Linked DNA regions of Mus musculus: all the other regions are linked to region 4. A link is a contact called in public ChIA-PET, Hi-C and promoter capture Hi-C data. All regions are on one chromosome and are shown on one strand. Each heading gives the region's core, a stretch centred on a gene start, on an enhancer-like site or on the middle of the called end of the contact. The rest is flanking DNA. Distances are from core to core; before and after follow the strand shown.

Region 1 (2,700 bases), core at 39-2,538, 860 kb before region 4:
AGTGGTGGTACACGCCTTTAATCCCAGCACTTGGGAGGCAGAGGCAGGGGGATTTCTGAGTTTGCGGCCAGCCTGGTCTACAGAGTGAGTCCCAGGACAATCAGGGCTACACAGAGAAAAACCCTATCTTGAAACAACAACAAAAAAAGCTTTTCGGAGACAAGGTCTACCTGAATTACTCAGGCATCTCAGACTTACAATTCTTCAGCCAGTAGCTGTGATTACAGGCCTGTTTTCACCTCTCTAGCATCATCTCACATCTAATATATGTGAAAAGAAACCACGAGGGCTGGTGAGATGGCTCAGCAGGTAAGAGCACCCAACTGGGGCTGGTGAGATGGCTCAGCAGGTAAGAGCACCCGACTGCTCTTCCGAAGGTCCAGAGTTCAAATCCCAGCAACCACATGGTGGCTCACAACCATCTGTAACAAGATCTGACGCCCTCTTCTGGAGTGTCTGAAGACAGCTACAGTGTACTTACATATAATAAACAAATAAATAAATAAATAAATAAATAAATAAATAAATAAATAAATAAATCTTAAAAAAAAAAGAGCACCCAACTGCTCTTCCGAAGGTCCTGAGTTCAAATCCTAGCAACCACATGATGGCTCACAATCATCCGTAAGGAGATCTGACTCCCTCTTCTGGAGTGTCTGAAGACAACAACACTGTACTTACATATAATAAATAAATAAATCTTAAAAAAAAAAAAAAAAAGAAACCACGAAACTGCCACTCTGGGGAACCAGCCCAGGCTGTTGGAGTAGACTTGGACTATCGTTGCCGCTTTTCTCTCTCTAATTTTCGGCACCCTAAATCCAGTCTATTCTTTTCCCTAGTACATTCTTCACTGTCTTCAGGCAGCCAGCGCCCTTGTGTGGCAGTCTGCATGAGTCTCATAGCTCTTCTCCTCTCCTCTGCCCTCTCCAGTGCATTCCACACAGGAGCCCGGTGAGCTGTTTAAGAACACAGATTCTTCGCTCCATTAACATTCATCCCTCAAAGGCCCCCTCGGCTTTCAGAGTCTTTGGAAGTCTAGCCCAAGAGCAAAGTAGGCACTGGAGGAAGAGAAGGAAGCAAACACGGGCTGGCCGCCGTCGTGGTCCATGCTAACACCACGCTCTTAACCCCAGTAGCAAAAGCCTGCTGTTGGAGGATGAACAGTTATAACCCAGTCTAGGCTACACAGCAAGAAAGACCCGCTCAAAAAATAGCGGGGAGGGGTTAAGCAAAGAAAGAAATCTGTGACGCTAAGAGGGCGTGGCCAGGCTCTAACCCCTCCCCTTTCTAGGCTTCAACTCTTTCCGGCCTTGGAACCTTTTTTCTCCGCCAGCAGTGAGGGAAGCTTTTCCGTTGGACTTTCCGGCGGTGTCGGCCCTATTTCCCGTGCTGCACTGCGGGCCTTTCTCTTTCTCTTCCGGTCTCCGGCGCTGCGGGAGCCGCGGGTTACCGTGAGTGTTGGCCTTACGGCATCCGATGACATCCGTGACTACAGGGCGGCGGCGGGTCGCGAGGCAGGCGACACGGGTGGCAGGAAGGACAGGGCGGGCAGCTGCTTGGCTATGGGGCATCGAGATTGCCGGGCGGGGGTGGTTCCCGGTCGTCCTCAAGGAACGGATGGCGGGGAAAGCCGCCCCGGGGCCGGCAAGCTCAGTCTCAGGACCGACCTCCTTGCTCGCGTTTGAGAGGTGGGGTCGCGTTTTGTGAGTGTTGCCAGGCTGGCGGGTGTCGTAAATCGGAAGCGTCTGCTGCAGCCTCTGGTTTCTTCATGTTACCCCAGCTCAGGGCGGCAGAGGTGTGCCGGTCTGGGGAAGCCCAGAACTGATCTCGTGGCTTTCTTGCAGGTGCAGACATGGCCAAGTCCAAGAACCACACCACACACAACCAGTGTAAGTTCCTTGGGCTCCGGCTGGCGACTGTACCCCAGCGAGGATTGGGTTAGGGTTGCTAGATCAGAGCTGGAGGGAGGGCAGGTCACCCTTCAGGTGAGCCTTGAAGATGATTGTGTGTTTAGCTACTTTGGAGATTACAAATTTGGGAGCCAGGAATCCGCTTAAAAAGCCCATAGTGCTTTCCACCCATCCTTAGTGTATTCTCAAAAGACTGCCAACCATGATGTTAGGTGGTCTTATTGGAAGATACCTCATTTTTTTTTGACCTGTAAATATTTGTTACCCTACAGCCCGCAAATGGCACAGAAATGGCATCAAGAAACCCCGGTCGCAAAGATACGAATCTCTTAAGGGGGTGAGTGATGACAGTGGGTCATAAACTATCCCTTGGCTCCAGGTCTACAGGGTAGGGCCTCTTGTAAGTCATGTCTCCTCCACCACCAGCGTGTGTGTTTCGAGCTAGGATTTCTCTGTGTAGTCCTGGTTGTTCTAGAACTCACTATGTAGACCAGGCTGGCTTCGAACTCTGAGCTCTAGGGATTGTGTTGCCTAGCTTCTCCTTGTCTCCCATGTCAGACTCAACAGAAAAGCCTTCCTTGACCTTCCCAGCCCCTGGTGTAATCTCCTGAGAACAGAACTGCTTCTCTTGCTCCGTGGAGCCTTGAGGGAGGGAGGGAGTCGTTCTGTATATTGGGTACCTCATGGTCTGCGTCTAAACGCAACTCTAGTTCTGTACATTTGATTGCACCCAGATAATAGACTGGGGATAACTGAGGCTGTACTAGGTCTGTTTGCTGCCTGCAAC
Region 2 (2,700 bases), core at 163-2,662, 540 kb before region 4:
TTTGGGATAGCATTTGAAATATAAATGAAGAAAATACCTAATAAAAAATTGGGGGGGGAAACACACACACAAGCCTTGATACAAAATTGGAAGAAATGTATTATTTTACCTTGTAGTGACAGGGTTTCACAATGCAGCCCCAGCTAGCTTTCAATACAGATCCTCCTGCCTCTGCCTCTAGAGTGTACAGATTAAAGGTGTACATCTCTATGTCTGGTGCAAAATAACTTGTTTTTTAACACAAGCAAACAAAATACACCTTAACCTTATACATGAGACTTGGGTATCTGTGGACTCTGTTATCTGCACAGCTATTGGCTGATGGGAGAATGCATGCCTGGAAGAATGCCAAGCCTGAGTTGCTCTTCCAGAAGTCCTGAGTTTAATTCCCAGCAACCACATGGTGGCTCACAACCATCTGTAATGAGATCTGATGCCCTCTTCTGGTGTGTCTAAAGACAGCTACAGTGTACTCATCTAAATAAAATAAATAAATCTTAAAAAAAAAAAATCCAGCCAGGCGTGGTAGCGCACGCCTTTGATCCCAGCGCTCAGGGGGCAGAGGCAGGCGGATTTTTGAGTCTGAGGCCAGCCTGGTCTACAGAGTGAGTTCCAGGAGAGCCAGTGCTATACAGAGAAACCCTGTCTCGAAAAAACAAACAAAAAAACCCAAGCAAACAAACAAACAAAAAAAACCTACACTGTTCTCAAACAAATCACAGTGATATTCTTAACTTCTAAATAAATAACTGTGTGGCCTTAAAGGCATTTTATGTTTAGTACATACTTTGATATCTTTGGGAAATTGCTTTCAAGATCTCCTGTAGATAACAGAGTCCACAGAAACTCAAGTTTCATGTATAAAATAATGTCATAATAAAGCCAGGTACAGAGGAACAGATTTATCCAGTTTCTTATAAAGTTGAAGTAGGAGAGCAGGGTAGTGGTGGCGCACGCCTTTAATCCCAGCACTTGGGTGGCAGAGTTAGGCGGATTTCTGAGTTTGAGGCCAGCCTGGTCTACAGAGTGAGTTCCAGGACAGCCAGGGCTACACAGAGACCTGTCTCGAAAAACCAAAAAAATCAAAAAACAAAAAAAAGTTGAAGTAGGAGGATGTCAATTGAGGCCAGACTGAAATTCATAGAGACCCTGCCTCAAAAGAAAGAGGGGGAGGAGTGAAGAAGGGAGACAGAAGGAAGGGACCTGGCAATGTTCCAAGAAGCTAGGAATGGATATATATATCCACGCGTGTGTGTTTGTGTGTGTGTGTGTGTGTGTGTGTGTGTGTGTGTGTGCGCATACTCATCATCAGCATCTAAAACCCCTCTGAACTTTACAGGGTTCTAAGGGTGTCTACAGATACTGATCTGAGAACCCAGATGAGAAACAGAAAGTGAAACAGATACCCAGGGAGTCAAAGGTTAAACGGAGAAGATGTGAGCCGTGTAATGAAGAGAAAATCTGACTTCTGAACCACATGGCAGGTGTGAGGTTAGAGAGAATGAGAACGGAAGAATGCAACAGAAGAAAGAAGATGGCTGCTCAGGACCAGAATCTGAAGGGTGAAACACATTTCCCTAGACTCCTTCAAAAAAGTGATGGTCTAGTGCACTGTTCGGTTCCACAAAGTAATAGAATGTTATCACCAAAAGCTTTTTCCTCAATGAGTGCTATAGGCCATAAAAGGCCAAAATTAACTGAGAAGGCCTAAGACTAACTAGATAACCTAACCATGGTCTAAAAAGATCAAAAGAGAAGGTTTGTGAAAAGCTGGAAAGATGCCGGTGGGCGTGGTGCTTGCTGCTCAAGTATGATGAGCTGAGTTTGGATCCCCAAACCCAGGAAAAAATGCAGGCATGGAAGTTCTCATGAGTAATCTCAGCACTGGGAAGGTAGAGACAGGAGGACCTCTAGGGCTCGTGGGCCAGCTAGGCTATCTCAATCAATGATAGATCTGTCTCAAAAAGAAGGTGAAGAGAACTGAAGAAGACAACCAATGTCAGCTTCTAGCCATCATGTGCACACCTGAACACACACAAACACATGTACACACAAATATCAAAAGAGCCTCACTGGTCTAGTGGCACAGTCCTAGAATCTCATGTGCTTAGGAGGCTAAGGGAGGAGAATTTCAAGGTCTGCCTGGGCTACAGACCAAGTTCAGTGCCAGCCTGGCAACATAGTAAGACCCTGTCTGGAAACAAAAATATAGTTCAGTGATCAAAGGCTTTGCTACCAGGCAGTGGCCTTGAGTTCGATTCCCAGTGCCACAAAAGAAAAGGAAATGAAGTTTCTATGCTATTTCAAAAATCAGATGTTAGCCTAGTGCACCTAAGGACTGCCAGTTTGAGGCCAGCCTGAGCTACAAAGTGAGGCCCTGTCCAAAAAAAAAAAAAAAGTCAAGGGACAAAGGAAACAAGAGGAATCTGGAGGGAGCCTATCAGCTATGGAGATGCAGCTACTTTCCAGTTGGAGCAATTTACAAGTGACTAGCACTACAGAGATTAACATTCTGGGACTGTCAATCTGTCTGAGAATCTCTATCCACATAATTCCCTCATTACAAACATGCAAGCAGAATTTTAATTGTGATTTCAGGAAACTCACGGGACACTACTATACCTGAGAGCTCATACTTCCAAGGCTGCAGACTTGGCACAGGGACTCTACCACATATTTCTCCATCTCTGGATTTGAGCC
Region 3 (2,700 bases), core at 22-2,521, 690 kb before region 4:
GAGAACTGGACTTCAGTCTCCAGCTCCTACATCAGTTGGCTCACAACTACCTGTAACTCCAAATTCAGGGGCTCTGATACCCTCTTCTGGTCACCTCAGGTATTCACATACACATACATATACATACATAGAGACACACATATATGCACATGAAGAAATCTAAATACAAAACAAAACTCAAAGGTTTTGAGCTAAATCTTTGCGGATGGTGTTGAGCATCAGTCTGAACCTTGAACCTGAAAACATGCTGGCTTGGACACCACCACACACAAAAGAGGCTTGGGGTTTGAGAAAGCTCCCCTCCCGTCCCGCACACACACTCACATCCCAGTTGGTTCACCCCTTCTCCAGGGTCCAACTCCTTAAAAACTCTGGGGAAAGACAGACCCTGGACTTTTAGTGTTCTGAAGGACCCCTGACTTAGATAACAAAGCAGAGACCCCGTGAGGCAGCTGGGAAGTGAGTGGGCCACAGACATTAAACAGTGAGAGGCCCAGCAAAGCCTGCTCTGCAGCAGCCACTGAGGCTGGCCCAGCAGAGGGTGGCAGTCTGAGGAGGGATCAGCATAGTTTCTGAGAACAGTAGGATCTGAAGGCCATGGCCTCCAGTCACACCCTGCTTGTGTATCCACCCCAGCTGCCCCTCTGCACTCCCAAGCCATGCCTGCTTCTCCCTGGGAGTGTCCAGCAGAGGGAGGGAAGCCTTGATGCTCAGCCTCAGGGGACAGAGGCAGCAGGCACAGCTGGCTGCCTCTCCACTCAGCTCTGGCCTTCCCCAGGGGCTGGCTCTGGAAGACAGCCTCCCCCACAAGCCCACGGGGACACATGTGTGTCCCGCTGCTGCCCTGCTGAGGTGTGCTGTCCTGCTGGCTCCCTGCCAGGCCCTGTGCTGGCCCCCAGGGCCCTGCGGTTCATGCTGTGGAATCCCTGTTTTCCCAGTTGGCTCAGCTGCAGCCAGACTCTCTGGAGCTGGATGCTGAATGGAGACGTTTAGGCAGGAGCTGCAGAAGGGCAAAGCCCAAGGTCTGCATTCTCCTGGGGGCAAAGAGCCTGCAACACGCTCCTTCCTTCCTAGGTCTCTTTTAGCATCCCACCCCACCTGACTCCTAGGATCTGTTTCAGACACGAGCCTTGCCTGGTTTACCACTGGGAGCAACGGCCTAGGGTGGCCTCAGCTTGGGCAATTTTGACGATGAGCTGGGTTTTCTCGCAGCCTGGCCTCTGTGCCAGCAGTGTCTCTGTTTCAAGTGCATCTGGCTTGCTGTCACTGCAGACTGAGCAGATGTGATGGGAAGAGAGGAGGGGCTGATAACATTGTCTGGGGTGCTAACCGCCTCTAAGACTGTGTTTGACAGCTCAAAAATAGGCCCGTGGTAGGCTAAAAATTTGGCCCTCAGAAATATATCCCTGTCAACCCCCTGGAATCTGTGAATGTGTTTAACTTATGGATCTTGTGAGGAAAAGGAGTTTATCCTGGATTGTCTGGGTGTGACCTAAATATAGTCACCCATTTTCTTCTCTGGAGGAGGCAGAGGGAGGACTGTGGAGATGGCTTAGCGGGAAGAAGGCCTACTGCTCAAGCATAAAGAAAGACCTGAGTCCAAATCCCTAGAATTCACATCAAAAGCCAGATGTGGTCATGGATACCTGCCACTCTGTGCTGTGGGGAGTGCAGACAGGAGGATCACTGGCTTGAAGGGTGCCAGTCTGACTCCGGGTTCAGTGAGAGATGCGTGACTTAGAGGGATAGGATAGAGTGTTGATGAAGCAGGACACTCAATATCCCAATATCCTCCTCTGGCCTCTCTGCATGTGTGGGCGTGTGCACCCATGTAGACATGTGCGTGCACATCATGCACACATACACACACACACACACACACACACACACACACACACACACACACACACACGAGGAGGCCGAAGAGTCTTGAGAGAGAGAAGAGAAGGTGATATAAAGATAGAAACAGAATTGGAGGGTGTGGTCTCCAGCCAAGAAATGCTGGTGACCCCCAAAGCTAGACATGACACAGCAAGCTTCTCCCCTAGAGCTTTTAGGGGTGTCAGTGTCTTCAGACCCCTTTAATTTCACACTCTAGTCTGCACAACCACAACAACATATTTCTTTGCTTTTAGCCACCAAGTACGACGTGGCGATTTGTCACACCAGTTGCATGAATCTACACATCTCTTAACCTGTATATTTGTGGGGCTGTCCAGATAGAAGTGTGCTTGTCAGAGATGATAGACAACCCGAATTGGAGAAGCCCTGATGCTGACAACTGGCATGATGTTCTGGCATGAGCGAGGATGTCTAGGCATTAGCGACACACAGCCATATAGGAATATCTATATACTGGGCAAATGCCCCACCCCCCTGAGACAATCGGCCATCTATGAGGTGTATGAACGTCCAGCATGGTGACTTATTACCATTTGTCTCCCTCTACGGGTGGGATGTTCAGTAATAGAAGGTCCAGCTAGCGGGACACTGCTCAGCCGTGATCAGCCCAGCTTCTGCCATAAAGGGAAGACAAGCCAATATACACAGAAGAGGCAAATCGGATGGGGAGGCTCAACTTTCTTCACTCTTCTTCTTGGCTACTAACTCCCTGCAGAATGGGTGGATATGGATACAACCCCTATACCATGGTAAACTCCTTTAACTTGCTTGTGGATGGCTGAGACACCCAACATGAGA
Region 4 (2,700 bases), core at 10-2,509:
ACAAGAGGCCACCAACTCAACTCAAGGGGCCCAGTAGTCAAAAAACACCCTAAGAGGCTCATGGTCCCACCTCAGCGGGCAGGGGCCATGAGGAGGACAACCCTGCACTGAGCCTAAGGAAAACTTAGCCGCATCCCCATAGAAGGAGCTACCTGCAGGGGATAACTAAGAATTTAAGAGCATCCTTTGGGCCTAAACACAAAGCCCAAGCCAGAACCAGAGCGCACAGCCACACCCTCCTGCCTTCCGGGTACAACAGCTCTACTCACATTGACTCCTCCCCTCGCTCTTTGGGACACACCCTCAGTTTAGGTAGGTCAGCCTGTTTCCGTGTATGTGAGGCTAAGAGGACCACGAGTCTGACGCTAGAGGAAGAGTTTGAAAATAAAACAAGATGCCATGTGTAGATGTTTAATAGAGACCCCGGACACAGATACATCCACAGGTTTCTGCTGTTGGACCCTCCATGTCACCCTAGCCCTCAGAGAGATGGGTCACTAACCTTCAGGGCACACTTCTGGCCAGAGCGCCGATGGTAGCACTCCAGTACCTTGCCGTTCACACCCAGACCCAGCACTTGCTTGGACAACTGGTAGTCATCAGTCACCGCGTACTTCTTGGGTTCCCGTCGCACACCTGGGGCCGGAGCACCACCCAAGGCGGACCCGCCGAGCGCACCTGGCGGGGGCACAAGACTCCCCTTCTCCCCTGCTGTCTCGCCATCCATGGCCCCCACGGGGCGCTCGGAGGTAGCCCCAGCCTGGCGCGTCCAGAGGCACCTGAAGGAAAGGGAAAGAGTCACTCCCCACCGGGACTTTTTGGACACACCCCAGCTTTGGTTTCTCCAGAACTAGATTGACTGGGCTCCTGGCCCAAGACAAGCTGGAAACTGCCTGAGAGTACTTACGTACAGCAGGGGGAGGTGATCCCTCAGCCCAGGCACGTGTCAAATTAGGAAGGAGTCCGGCGCTGTATAGCAACAAGGTCTTGAGAACCAGCCATACAGAGACCCAAGAAAGGCGGACCAGGCGAAGGCGCACTTGGTGGCAAAGCACTACACGAAAATCATGGTGCAGGCGAGAGTGGGCAAGAGATAGTGATCCCTGGAGTCCGCTGAGGACCGGAGCCCTGGACCCAGAGTCTCGCCGCCCGCGTCCCACGTGACCCCCCACCCCCGCTTCTCGTCGCGTCATTCAGACTTGGGGCCCCGCTAGGTCAACCTTAAAGGGCCAGGCTAGTCCGGGTTGGGCAGGCCAGGGCAGAGCCCCTGGCAGACTCCGCCTCTGAGTCGAGACAAAATGGGGCGTGGCCTCGTCAAGTTCACTGTAACTTTCGCAGCGCCCTGGGACACCGCTAGGAGCTCCTTCAACTGTTGTACCAGCCTCCTCGGATTTTATCTGTGATCTAGAAAAGTTACAGCGCAAGACATTTTGTTTCTCTTGCGGGCTCTTGAGTGAAGTGTTCTTTTTGCTAGCTGCCAGGGGGCGTTTTAGACTCCCAAAATTTCCAGGTAGCTAAGTGTTTCAGAATTCAACTTTTTGAATGTTTAGTCAGCGTGCCCTGGGAATTGGCATGTTGTTGTCTAACCCGCCACTCATTTCCTGGTTTAGGGCATCTGTCTAACAACTGGCTAGCTTTCCTTTCTATGCACTTCCTGACTAACCTTTTGACTTTGCAATTCACTTGTCATTCCAAATAAATGTATTGGGCCACATTCATACTTCCCTGGACCACTTACAGCCCGTAGCCGTAAGTTGAACACACTTGGGACGCTCTTGAATCAGAAATCTCGATTTCCCATTTGGTCAGCTGCATCAACTTTTCACCTCGTGATTTGAGCTTTAGGTTCTAAGAATCTCAACTAATAAAAGTTCAAGTTCTGGCCATGGTGATGAACACCTGTAATTGCAGCGCGAGGAAGGCTTAGGCGGGAGGATTGTGAGGCTAACCTAGGTTACATCGTGAGGCTATGTTTTTAAAAAATAAAATTAGCTGGGCATAGTGGCCTATGCCTTTAATCCCAGCGCTCTGAAAGCAGAAAAAGACGGACCTCAGTGAGTTCGAACCAGCCTGGTCTGCAAAGAGAGTTCCAGGACAGCCAGAGAAACTCTGTCTCGAAAAACCAATCAATCTTTTGTTTTGTTTTTGTTGTTTTTTGGTTTTTTGAGACAGGGTTTCTCTGTGTAGCCCTGGCTGTCCTGGAACTCACTCTGTAGGCCAGGCTGGCCTTGAATTTAGAAATCCGCCTGCCTCTGCCTCCCAAGTGCTGGGATTAAAGGCGTGCGCCACCACGCCCGGCTCAATCAATCAGCCTTAACATTAAAATCCATTTCTTCCATCCAATTCCTCTATTCGCTTTAAATTTTTCCCTTCTGCACTTAGACCTTCACCTTTTAGCCTATCATAGATATTTTGAGCCAACTTTCCCACAAGTCTACAGAGCAGGCGGCGCCACAGGCAAGCCCTCTGAGCAGGTCTCTGCTGCCATCTACAGACTATATTCAGAACTGCAGCCACCCGGACCTCTGTCCCACCCAAAGGAGGCTGTGTCCGGCCTTCCACCACAACACACACAAAGATGCCTGGGCTGCACTCTGCAACTGTCAGTGGCCAACAGAAAATTGGTGCCCTTCTATTTGTACAACTGCATCCAGGTTCCTGATAACCACTCGGGAAGAGCACTGCAATTATTCATGGGTA

Evidence for each region. Promoter capture Hi-C pulls out the DNA fragments that hold promoters and counts their contacts. A called contact is a pair of places that touch in the nucleus more often than the background predicts. ChIA-PET counts read pairs in DNA pulled down with a chosen protein or histone mark.
Region 1: a promoter capture Hi-C map of pre-B cells shows a contact between it and region 4, with 4 times the contacts expected there. The contact joins the promoter of Rpl29 here to the promoter of Mapkapk3 in region 4. A contact is called at or near these places in 4 of 39 promoter capture datasets (erythroid cells, liver and pre-B cells), 3 of 115 datasets of contacts at active chromatin or transcription factors (effector CD8 T cells, extraembryonic endoderm stem cells and memory CD8 T cells) and 1 of 9 other capture datasets (macrophages).
Region 2: a contact with region 4 is called in an RNA polymerase II ChIA-PET map of memory CD8 T cells, with 15 read pairs. The contact joins the enhancer-like site here to the promoter of Mapkapk3 in region 4. A contact is called at or near these places in 4 of 39 promoter capture datasets (cranial neural crest, embryonic stem cells, hippocampal neurons and 1 more), 4 of 115 datasets of contacts at active chromatin or transcription factors (bone marrow-derived macrophages, effector CD8 T cells, embryonic forebrain and 1 more) and 1 of 9 other capture datasets (adipose tissue).
Region 3: a contact with region 4 is called in a Hi-C map of cortical neurons, with 5 times the contacts expected there. The contact joins the enhancer-like site here to the promoter of Mapkapk3 in region 4. A contact is called at or near these places in 3 of 39 promoter capture datasets (embryonic stem cells, hippocampal neurons and pre-B cells), 1 of 15 datasets of contacts at CTCF or cohesin (embryonic stem cells), 3 of 484 Hi-C or Micro-C datasets (the G1E-ER4 cell line, cortical neurons and embryonic stem cells), 3 of 115 datasets of contacts at active chromatin or transcription factors (acute myeloid leukemia, large pre-B cells and stem cell-derived neural progenitor cells) and 1 of 9 other capture datasets (embryonic stem cells).

What each region holds. Positions count from the first base shown.
Region 1 is chr9:106,428,123-106,430,822 of GRCm38.p6, forward strand. Rpl29 (ribosomal protein L29) reads left to right here and starts at 1,289. Exons shown (of 3, transcript NM_001324534.1): 1 at 1,289-1,892; 2 at 2,186-2,250. The coding sequence starts at 1,856.
Region 2 is chr9:106,750,854-106,753,553 of GRCm38.p6, forward strand. The region is part of intron 2 of Rad54l2 (RAD54 like 2 (S. cerevisiae)); the gene reads right to left. Among named protein-coding and RNA genes, the nearest start is that of Rad54l2, 37 kb to the right of the region's middle. Within about 2 kb of position 1,413, at least 27 of the 459 cell types and tissues checked have an H3K27ac peak or open chromatin away from gene starts, as enhancers often do. A contact at or near this core is called in effector CD8 T cells and memory CD8 T cells, where this site is marked.
Region 3 is chr9:106,594,785-106,597,484 of GRCm38.p6, forward strand. The region is part of intron 2 of Gm39420 (a long non-coding RNA gene); the gene reads right to left. Among named protein-coding and RNA genes, the nearest start is that of Gm39421, 16 kb to the left of the region's middle. Within about 2 kb of position 1,272, at least 13 of the 459 cell types and tissues checked have an H3K27ac peak or open chromatin away from gene starts, as enhancers often do. A contact at or near this core is called in cortical neurons, where this site is marked.
Region 4 is chr9:107,288,618-107,291,317 of GRCm38.p6, forward strand. It overlaps Mapkapk3 (mitogen-activated protein kinase-activated protein kinase 3), which reads right to left and starts at 1,260. Exons shown (of 11, transcript NM_178907.3): 1 at 908-1,260; 2 at 503-779. The coding sequence starts at 727.